Linked DNA regions of Mus musculus: all the other regions are linked to region 3. A link is a contact called in public HiChIP or PLAC-seq and promoter capture Hi-C data. All regions are on one chromosome and are shown on one strand. Each heading gives the region's core, a stretch centred on a gene start, on an enhancer-like site or on the middle of the called end of the contact. The rest is flanking DNA. Distances are from core to core; before and after follow the strand shown.

What was found. Promoter capture Hi-C pulls out the DNA fragments that hold promoters and counts their contacts. HiChIP or PLAC-seq counts read pairs in DNA pulled down with a chosen protein or histone mark.
Region 1: a contact with region 3 is called in an H3K27ac HiChIP or PLAC-seq map of embryonic stem cells, with 4 times the contacts expected there. The contact joins the promoter of Ivd here to the enhancer-like site in region 3. A contact is called at or near these places in 4 of 39 promoter capture datasets (embryonic stem cells, neural stem cells, pre-B cells and 1 more), 37 of 484 Hi-C or Micro-C datasets (B cells, CD4 T cells, CD8 T cells and 29 more), 9 of 115 datasets of contacts at active chromatin or transcription factors (T-cell acute lymphoblastic leukemia, bone marrow-derived dendritic cells, embryonic basal ganglia and 6 more) and 4 of 9 other capture datasets (adipose tissue, liver, macrophages and 1 more).
Region 2: a promoter capture Hi-C map of embryonic stem cells shows a contact between it and region 3, with 2.5 times the contacts expected there. The contact joins two enhancer-like sites. A contact is called at or near these places in 11 of 39 promoter capture datasets (the 3T3-L1 cell line, 3T3-L1-derived adipocytes, the C10 cell line and 6 more), 1 of 15 datasets of contacts at CTCF or cohesin (the NIH/3T3 cell line), 2 of 484 Hi-C or Micro-C datasets (the C2C12 cell line and nephron progenitors), 2 of 115 datasets of contacts at active chromatin or transcription factors (double positive thymocytes and embryonic basal ganglia) and 4 of 9 other capture datasets (adipose tissue, embryonic stem cells, liver and 1 more).

Annotation. Positions count from the first base shown.
Region 1 is chr2:118,860,330-118,863,719 of GRCm38.p6, reverse strand. It overlaps Ivd (isovaleryl coenzyme A dehydrogenase), which reads right to left and starts at 1,726. Exons shown (of 12, transcript NM_019826.4): 1 at 1,553-1,726. The coding sequence starts at 1,699. It overlaps Gm39913 (a long non-coding RNA gene), which reads left to right and starts at 1,866. Exons shown (of 2, transcript XR_866660.2): 1 at 1,866-2,721.
Region 2 is chr2:118,837,571-118,841,252 of GRCm38.p6, reverse strand. Gm39913 (a long non-coding RNA gene) reads left to right here. Exons shown (of 2, transcript XR_866660.2): 2 at 3,589-3,682. Among named protein-coding and RNA genes, the nearest start is that of Gm39913, 22 kb to the left of the region's middle. Within about 2 kb of position 2,297, at least 17 of the 459 cell types and tissues checked have an H3K27ac peak or open chromatin away from gene starts, as enhancers often do. A contact at or near this core is called in embryonic stem cells, where this site is marked.
Region 3 is chr2:118,639,386-118,642,801 of GRCm38.p6, reverse strand. It overlaps Bub1b (BUB1B, mitotic checkpoint serine/threonine kinase), which reads right to left. Exons shown (of 23, transcript NM_009773.3): 22 at 3,063-3,169; 23 at 1,210-1,714. The coding sequence ends at 1,483. Among named protein-coding and RNA genes, the nearest start is that of Pak6, 22 kb to the left of the region's middle. Within about 2 kb of position 1,536, at least 62 of the 459 cell types and tissues checked have an H3K27ac peak or open chromatin away from gene starts, as enhancers often do. A contact at or near this core is called in B cells, CD8 T cells, DN2 thymocytes and 9 more, where this site is marked.

The DNA of each region.
Region 1 (3,390 bases), core at 477-2,976, 220 kb before region 3:
GGGCCATGCAGAAAAGCAGAAGTTTGGCACCATGAGGAGATCCCAGAAGAGGCTACTAATAGAAGTCCAGCTCAGCTGCAGCAGAGACCCAGCATTTTGGAGATAACCAGTACCACGGGAGGGCCACCAAGAACAGCAGCAGCAGGAGGTGGTGCTTACCAGAGCTTAGAAGACAAGCTGTGTGGGCTGTAGAGGGCAGAGCTGGAGAAGTGACTCAAGCCCCTTAGAGGAGCCCAGAAGGTCATGATTAACCCTAGATATTGGACATTGAGTTATTTACTCTGATGGAGTGTGGGTTTGATTTGATTGTAACTGTACCCTGGTTCTTCACTTTTCTTTCTTTCTTAGAATTCCAGAAGGTGCCTAGGGGCTCCACTCCCTTCCTCCACTAAGGTTATTCATAGCAATACTTGCCCTTGGTATAGCATCTGACTCAGACACACTGTGTGTGAAACCATCACTCCTCAGCAATCTCTTAGGCAATCTACAGCAGTTGCTTCATATACATACATATCTAGATATCTAGATAGATATCTAGATAGATATCTAGATATCTAGATAGATAGATAGATAGATAGATAGATAGATAGATAGATAGATAGATAGATAGATAGGCAGGACCCAAGGCATCCCTGGAAATTATTCATTGGCTTCGATTAGGGAAGAGAGTTAAACCTAGCAATAAGAGTAGGTTAACCAAGCTCTTTGTTTGTTTGTTTTTTCCAGACAGGGTTTCTCTGTGTATCCCTGGCTGTCCTGGAACTCACTCTGTAGACCAGGCTGGCCTCGAACTCAGAAATCCACCTGCCTCTGTCTCCCGAGTGCTGGTATTAAAGGTGTGCGCCACCACTGCCCAGCAACCAAGCTCTTTTTTTTTTTTTCAGCTTTGTGCATTATGCCTTGAAGAGGGGAAGAAAACAAACTTAAGATGGCATTTCAGAATTCTTTAAAGTCTTCCATTGAAAAAGCAAATTGCCCTGGTAGCTATGGGTCATGCGTAACTTCAACCATAAGTTGAGAACCATTGCTTACAAGCCAGGTATGGTGGCCCATGCCTTTAATCCCATCACTCTTGAGGCAAAAGCAAGAGTTCACTAGTAGAGTTCAAGTACTAGTTTAATGCCTTCCAGGCCACCCAAAGCTATACATACTGAGACCCCAAGGAAGGGGAGAATGGGAGAGCGAGAGGGAGAAGGAGAGCGAGAGTGAGCGAGAGAGAGAGAGAGAGAGAGAGAGAGAGAGAGAGAGAGAGAGAGAGAGAGAACAGGTTGGGGTGTAAGTGTTTTCAGATTCATGAGAGCCACTAGAAGTAGGGCCAACCAATCTGCCCACCCAAACACCACCAGTCTTCCAGGTTTGGTCCTTACTCTTTTATCTCCTCCTAGCTGGAGTTCAAAGCCAGGAATCCCCCTGTCTTGCTGTCTCCCTCAAATATTAGTAGGGAGAGGGCGCGCAGTTCCTCTCCCTAGCTTCTACGAAACGCTTCCAAGGCCTGGCAGGCACAAGTCACTTGGGTAAGACCTGGGACATGTCCTGGGGCCGGCCTTCCTACCTGCTTCTGCTCCTCGTTTAGCCCGTTGATATCATCGTCCACAGGCAATATCGAGTGGGCCCGCCGCGGGACAGCGAGGGGCGACGGTGATGGCCGCAGTCTCCAACTGGAAACTCGCCGTCCCAGCAGCCGGATTGCAGTCGCCATCTCTGCGGTGCACCAGGAGCTTGGACTGGTTTAGCTTACGCTCCACCAATCCTAGTTTCAACACTTTGTCCAATCAGGGAGGGGGTGGGGCTTCAGTAGCCAATCGTTCTCGGAAGCCAGCCGAAGGCCTTGCTGCCCTTGCAACCATGCAAGCCAATCAGCCGAGAGGCGGCAGCCAGCCCTGGCTCCTGTGCTGGCTACCTCCCGTACTTGTTTCCTAAGTGTCTTTCTTGCATACAAGAAAGTATAGTAGTATCTCGTGTTAAGATTTTAATCTTGAACGGCACAAGACTATCTTTGTGGGAAAGCAAGTACTCCAACGCAGATGCCTAATGTGGAGGGATAAACTGTCCAAACAGATCTGGAGGTGTGAAGGTCTGTTAAAGAATCTTTTGTTCTAGAGTCCCCACTGACTGAAAACAGCAAAATTTGCTTTGTTATGTAATAGGTTTTGGTTCCTCCTTAAGCGAAAGAGGTTGCCCAGGATTCTCTGCCCTCGGATTCTGTAAGAACGTTTTCTTATTGGGGTGACAGGGCAGGAAGAGAAGAATGGTGTTTGGGGTTCCCTGAAAAAAATCACTTGAGTGAAGATTCTGCAAACTAATTAGAACTTTGTGATTGTGGGTGTTGGGCTGTTGCAGATTCACAGCCAAAATTATATTTGAGTATCTTTAGTTCCTTTAAGTAGCCGTTTATCTCCAACCCACCTAACTGACCCAGTATTCTTGACCATCAGGTAGGAAATTTTATTTTAAATTAGTTCACTAATCAGAGACAGGATCTCTATGTAGCCCTGGCTGTCCTGGAACTTTTTGACTTTGAACTCAAAAGAGATCTGCCTGCCTCTCTCTTACGAGTGCTTCCACTACAAGTGGATAACACCCACCTGGAATTTATTCATTTAGCAGACTACTAACTTGTACAAACCAAGAACATCTTGTATGTCATCTAAGTATGTCATCAGATAATATCAGAGATTTCCCTGGAGTAACTCACCGACCAGTGTTGGCACAAGGTCTTTGGTAAGTACAGTCTTTGGTTTTGTGGCTAAGAACATATCCTGTAGCTATTCCACACTGGAGTACGTCATTAAGGGCAACCCGAATTTTGCTCATGTCATGGTTATTCGTATTGGCTTAAAATAAACTTAGTGCCTTTGAGGGGAGATCTGTCTTTTGTGTCCAGAAGAAGAAAGACTGACAGGAGCCAGGCTCTTATCTCTTAATCCCCTTTCCACTTCTGTCCAGGAAGGGGGCTTTGAACACATTGCTTGGATCCTTGCTGTGTCTTTTATCACCTGAAAATGAGAACAGTGTTCCCCACTACAATGTCATCATGAGGCATATTCACTGGGCAGGGGGTACAGTGCGATGTAAGGCATCCACTTGAGTACCCAAGGCTTTGGTTCAACCCCAGCAATCAAAATTATAATAAAAATGATTGCATACTTAATTATATGGCATAGCACTCAGAGCCACATGCTCATTTTTAGTTGTCCCTACCACATCTGACTTTTCCTACCTGGTCTCACATTCTAATTTAGCCCCTCCCACAACTGGAAAGAGCTGCATTCTGAGCCCTCCCTAAAGATAGGTCAAAAACCAATCACAGAGCAGCTTCTACACCTATAATCTCAGCCTTTGGAAAACCGAGGCAGGAGGATTGGAGTTCAAAGCCAGCCTGGGCTACAA
Region 2 (3,682 bases), core at 1,048-3,547, 200 kb before region 3:
GCCCCAGTGTGCTGTGAAAGTGGATGTGAGTGTTCAGGGGTTAGGGATTGAAAAGTGCCTGAGTAGACACAGAGTGGAAGACAAAATGGCATTCCCTCTGCCACTTCAACCCGTTGAGAGCTTTAAATTTTATAAGGTCACGAGTACATGGCAACCAGACCAACTGTTTGCAAGCCTGTATATAGAGCTGGCATGTGTTTACAAGTGGAAGTGGGCAGCCCGAAGATTTTAATACATGAGTGTTCTGACCTATATAAAAAGACAATGCTGTATTCAATGTTTCCCTCTGAGGCTACTTTTTCCATCCTCCAATCTAAATTCAGGCTATATTTGAGTGCAGAAAAACATCAGATGTTTCTATTTTAAGGTCTGGGTCACTGACAGTCTAGGGGACCGTCTTAGTTACTGTTCTGTTGCTGTGAGGAGACACCATTCGCAGGGCAACTCACAAAGGAAAGCATTTAACAGAGGACTGGCTCGCAGTCTCAGAGTGTTACTGGCAGCTGGTTGGTTGCATTGGCCCTTCAGAAAAGGTAGCTATCAACTATCTTCTTCAGGTCTGCAATTACATGTGTAGTACACATTATATTGTTAAGTTGTCAGATGCTGTTTAAGCTCACTAAAAAGTTGACTCTCAATGTACAATTTGGCACCCCTACTTCAGATCTGAGCATATTTGCCCCAGAGTGCCCTCCAAAACCTGTCCTAAGTCGGGGGGGGTCCCCTGGCCCTGTAACAGGGAGAACAACAAGCAGCCCAAGCTGCACTGTGTCCTTGAGAACAGCTAAACGGTAAAGCATTCCCACAGAGTCTACTATTGTTATCCCATCATATAAAAATGCCTGTCATGGGAATAGCTATGATGGGATGCATCAGATGAGAGGATGCAAGACGCCTTCTGCCTGGACATCTCTCAAGTGGTAATACCAGCATGATGGTTTGAGCAGGGTTTCCTCAGTTGGCTTGCTGATCTGATACTTTGCTGTCTACCTGTGACTTGCTATTTACTTATTGTACTTTTGCTTAATAAGTTATACTTATTGTACTTATATATGTATATATATGTGTGTGTGTATATATATATATATATATTAATTATACTCAGAAAAAAGGCCTATAAATTAACAATGTATATACAGATAATCTTAATTTATATTAAGCCATGTAGTTTGGACTCACTCTTCTAATATGATGGTAAATGCATTGTTACTATGTCTTATAATTCCAAAAAAGGAAATGAAACAAAAGGGGGCCAGCAAGTAGAAGAAAAAGTGTTACAAGGATGTAGGAATAAAGATAGTTTTGGTAAATAAGGATTTCTGAATGGTAAGACTTTATCCTAAAGATAAAGATCCTAGATTCTTCCAGAAAAATAAAAATAAAACAAAGCTAGAAAGCCTACACACGTCACGAAATGTCTGAATAAGTTATATAAGGGATGTGATAGCTGAGACTTGGAGACGGTAATGAGTGACATTAAAATATCTAAAGTCAAAGTTCAGCACATTAATGACAAATTGTTATTGAAATCAACAGATTTCTCTTATTGATTTTTCTCTTGGTAACATTTACCAAATAAAGTCTAGTAAAAACTGTGTTTAATCAATATAACTACTTGGGAAACTGAATCTTAATAAAACTGAGATTAAAAAGTGTTTGGTTATTATCAAAGCTTTATCAAAATGTTCCATGTACTGGCTGATTTTGTGTGTCAACTTGACACAAGTTAGAGTCATCAGAGAGGAAAGAGCCTCAGTTGAGGAAATGCCTCCATGAGATCCAGCTGTAGAGCATTCTCTCAATTTGTGATCAATGGGGAAGGGCCCAGCCCATTGTGGGTGGTGCCATCCCTGGCCTGGTGGTCCAGGATTCTGTAAGAAGGCAGGTTGAGCAAGCCATAGGGAAGCCAGCCAGGAAGCAGTACCCCTCCATAGCCGCTGTATCAGCTCCTGCCTCCAACTTTTTGAGTGCCTGTCCCGATTCCCTCCAGTGGTTGGGTATAAGTTTTGTGTGACTATGGGCTTCTGGTACCCCTAACTCCTGAGTTAAAGTCCCACCCCAGGAAGAAGAGAAAGCTTCCATGAAACTGTGCGACACTGATTCTCAACCTGTGGGTCAACAGGTGTCAACTATCCCTTTCACAGAGATTACCAAGACCGTAGGAAAACATACATTATGATTTATAACTAACAAAATTAGTTATGCAGTAGCGACAAAATAATTCTATGGCTGGGAGTCTCCACAACATGAGGAGCAGTATTAGAGTCACAGCAGGCAAGCTGAGAGTCACTGGACCTCACTTTCCTTTGTCACCTAGAAAAAAGGCTGCTTTCTTCTTCTCAAGTCTCTAAATGTCCTTTTGTCTTTCTATCTCGCCTCAGGTCTTTTTGGGGGGGTGGATGGGGGGATGGGTCTCATGACCCAGACTGGTTTTGAACTCCTAGGTTCTGTTGTTTCCACTTCCCAGGTGCTGAGATTATAGACTATGCTAGGCAAATGCCTAGCACCCCATAAACCACAATGATGTTGGGGTGGTGTGCTCAATGCAAAGGCAGGAGAATCCACTCCAGTGGGGAGCCACTTACAGCGAGGAACTGTTGGGGCTTCATGAGGAAGACCGGAGACCTTACAAGGGATCCACGGAGGCTCTCCATGAGGTTTTATAAATGGAGAAGGGCTTTGAAAAGCAGGCTGGCTGGTTTCCTTGTAAGATGGGGACAGAGATAAGGAACAGTAGGAAAGCAACTGCTTGCTGCAGGAAAGCTAGCTTCCTGTTAACTCCTTTTGTGTTAAGGATTAAGACAAAACTTTTTATCAAGTAGGCAAGTCTGGGAGATTTTTGGCTGTTTCCACTTTAATTCAGATCGGTAAGAGCAGGTAGACATTTTAGTTTCACCTTGGTGACTTTGATTCTCGTTTGGTTTTTATTATTATTTTCTTCATTTACATTTCAAATGCTATCCTCTTTCCTAGTTTCCTCTCTGAAAGTCCTCTATACCCCACCCCGCCCTGCTCTCCAACCCACCCACTCTTGCTTCCTGGCCCTGGCATTCCCCTGCACTGGGGCATATAATCTTTGCAAGACCAAGGGCCTCTCCTCCCATTGATGGCCAACTAGGCCATCCTTGGCTACATATGCAGCTAGAGACACAGCTCTGGGGGGTACTGGTTAGTTCATATTGTTGTTCTCCTATAGGGTTGCAGACCCCTTCAGCTCCTTGAGTACTTTCTCTAGCTCCTCCATTAGGGGCCCTGTGTTCCATCCAATAGATGACTGTGAGCATCCACTTCTGTATTTGCCAGGCACTGGCACAGCCTCACAAAAGAGAGCTATATCAGGGTCCTGTCACCAAATCTTGTTGACATATGCAACAGTGTCTGGATTTGGTGTTTGTTTAATGGGATGGATCCCTGGGTGGGGCAGTCTCTATTTTTAACCTGGCTTTTCAGATAGTTTTGAAACAATGGCCTCCTGTAATTCTGTTCCCCTTAAAACCACAAAACAAAACCCTGACACTGTACTCCTGCTCTGTAGTTGAGGGTGAATTTTTTTTTTCAAAAGTTTATTATTTGTGTGTGTTTCCTCAGAAGCTAAGAGGTCATTGGATCCCCGGAACTGGTGTGACAGATGCTGGAGGTAAACACTGGTCTTCTGAAAGAGGTCTCTTCACTGCCGTGTCAT
Region 3 (3,416 bases), core at 287-2,786:
GGCAGCCTATGCCCTGCAGTGATCTTAGCTTAAAAATAAACAAAAATGAAAGGGAAACGGAAAGGGTTCTATTTTGTGGTTTTATGCTTTTGTAAAGAAAACTGAAGCGATGGCAGACATTGTTGATGACAGGCACTGTTGGCAGTGACATCCTTTCCTGTCCTCAAAGGCTGAAGTTGGCGGAGGTCAGAGAGTGGGGGGTGTATGGGGTGAGGTGTGGGGTGTGAACAGAGCTGCAGGGTGTCCTGGCTCCTCCCACTCCTGCTTGTACTTTCAGAAACAAGATTTGCCCATACAGCAACTTGGCTGCCTAGACTGCTGAAGTATTCACTAGGTAGAAGCTTACTTAAGTTAAAGGCTCTCAATTTCCTGGGCAATACAGGGCACTGGGGACTAAGAAGGACTTGATTACAGAAAGGCAGTTTCATCATTTATTATCTTCAGTATAAGAAGCAAACTGAAGATGTTTGCAGAACTGTATTTTGGTTGAAGGAAAATATTTACTTTCTTTGTCTTTCAGATACATTTTTTCTGGCTTACCCTGTCGAATTTGCCCAAGTGTTTCAGTTGAGAGATTAGTTAGGGAATCTGCTCTCTAACAAGCTTAGAGCAACAATGGTGACAAGTAGAGGAGACTCAGGCACCAGCACGAGTGGACATCAGGTGACTGACATTTTAGTGTGAAATAAATAAATAAATGCTTATTATCCTACTGAAGAAACAAAAGCCTTAATGACACACACACCCCCACAGCCCCCCACACACCCAGCCAGTGCGCCCCTTTGGGTGCACAGTGTTCCATCAGACTTACTGTTTTCCATATTAGTCCCCACTTCAGTCCTTTCTGTTCTGACCCCTGCTTTCCTGACACCTAAGGAAAATGGTCTCTGTCCCCTCAGCAGCCCTGTGTCCTGCATGACAGGTTGCTGAGTACTCTGTCCCCAAAGGCCGGTACCTTTGAACTTAAGGAAAGCTGGTGTGTGTGTGTGTGTGTGTGTGTGTGTCATTTTACCTGCTTCTTTCTGGACACCCTCTAGAAGGACAGAGAGAGACGGAAGAAATGGCCGGCCAGCTGCCTTCTTATAACCCAAAGGCAGCTGCTCTAAGTCTGGGATACATAAGTTTCTACCACCGTAGAGTAAGTCCTCTCCAAAATGAAGCCATTTATCACCTTAGTTTGCAAGTGTAGATGAATTGCCAGCAACAGAAATGTAACAAAAACTATTTTATTATAAAATACACAGTGAAAGGAGAGTACATGTTATAAAATTACAAAAGAGAGAAGGCAGAAGCCAGAGGGCTAAAAAGCAGCTGTCTGCACAGAAACCTTTTGAATAAACCAGATGAGGCTGCCAGGGCACAGCCACCTGGCTGAAAGCTGTGCTACTGAGAGTGACCCCTAGTGAAGGACTGCTGATGTGTCTAAGTGTGCTCTAAACAAATCACAGCAGCCCCAGACCAGTTCTTCACCATACCCATGGCTTAGGCAGGGCTCTGGGAGCCGCCTGGCTGCTTGTCTTGCTGAGTGAGCAAAGCTTCCGGGCTGATTGTCTTCCCCAGCTTCCACAGGGCTCTGTTCAGGTGGCTATGGAATGTGGCATCAAAAGCCCCACCCATTTCTGCTGCCAGCTCCCCCAGAACAGACACTGTGGACTTGTCACTGGCATTCAGAATCCGCACAAAGAATTTATTCCACAATTCACTGTCTTTTAGCCTAAGAAAATTTAAAAAAAAATCATTTCTATCAAGATTGGGCATGTGAAAATTAGAATTCTTTCTGGGTTTAACTCAGCAGGACACTAACATGCCAAAGTGATATATGGTAATACCAAGAACTCTAAGATTGGAGATCATTCAAACACTCTTGAAGGCACAGGGAAGAACTACAAAAATCAGTCTGCTGTGGTGGCCCTGAACACACATGGAAGAAGGAAATCCACTCTCGCCTGAGCCCATGGATCCTGGCCACTCCGGTGCAGTGACACCCGCTAGCACTTATCCACACACAGTCAAAGAAAAAGAAACTTCGTTCCCTGCCAGTTTTCTCACTGCAGGTCATGACAACATCCCCTCACCTCAGGCTCCGCCATCCTCAGTTCTCTGACGTCCAACCTTGGTTAAGGTGCCTTGCTCTTACTCTCCTTCTCTTATCTGAAAACTCGCACTGCTGTAGAGCAGGGGGTTGACAAAGGCGGGCCCAGCCATCTATTTTTGCTTGTGTCCATTAACCACACCAGCAGGTCCACAGCTAGACCAAGATGCCTCTTAGCCCTGCACATCTCAAAGTACCCTTCAGCAATCTCATTAACTTATCTATTTCTGTTGCTGTCTGAGACAATGTCTCACTGTGTAGCTCTGGCTGGCCTCGAGCCTCTGCCTTCCATGGGCTGGGGTTAAAGGCCTGAGCTGGCAAGTCAGGATCAAACCTATCTTAAAAATACATGCAGGAGACAAATTTCCGAATCAAATGAGGAAAATACAACTTAGTGTTCTGGAGATGAAAGCAGGGAAGGGACATTCAGTCTTCAACACTGATCTAAAATGAAAACCAACTTTAGAACTGGCATGCAGTGCGTCACTACTTGGTGAGCCTATGCTGGGAAGCCATTGGCGCTATGTAAGGTGTCTGACAAATTCCCAAGCAGACCTGAGAGATCACTTATTTCTGCACCAGGAGACTGCTCGGTGGTTTGGTTCTACCTTATCATTTAATAGATAATAATCTAAACTCAGTATACCATGTGGAAACTTAACTCTTCAAAAGACAACCGACTTTTGATAAACACAGCTGTTAAAAAGACTAACACCAATTGGTTAGAAAACTTATTCCTCTAAAGTGTTTCTATTTCTAAGCTAAGAAATGCCCTAAAGTCTGAGCAGGTCTATGTCTTATTTTCAGCTGGCCATTCCTTTCCCTGTCCTAGGTGCTCTGCAGACACTGAAGTGAACGCAGAGACAGCACTTGGTTTAAAAAACTCAGGTTGCCTACCACAGCAGAGTCCGCTGAAGAGAGAGGGCAAACTATTGGGATATGGAGGAACCCTGGAGGACCCAGTACTCACTCAGAGGTGCTCTGGCTAAGTTTCCAGAGGAGTCCATCCCAGAAGACATGGAGGTGCTCCTTGAACAGGAGTAAGTGCGCTAGGTCTGCTATACCCAACAGATCTACCTGAAATCACAAAACGCTTCATGAGCTAAAGTGTAAAGTGGCCTCTGCTTCCATTAGCAACTGATTTACACAGGGCTGAAAGCACTGACAGCTCTAGACCTTAGTAGATGTCCTTATCTGTACAGGACAGGGAGAAGAAGTGACCAGATCATTTAAGGATTACTATTATGACTTGGCCTTTTTGAGACAAGATTTCTCTGTGTAGCCCTGGGTGTCCTGGAACTCACTCTGTAGACCAGGCTGGCAA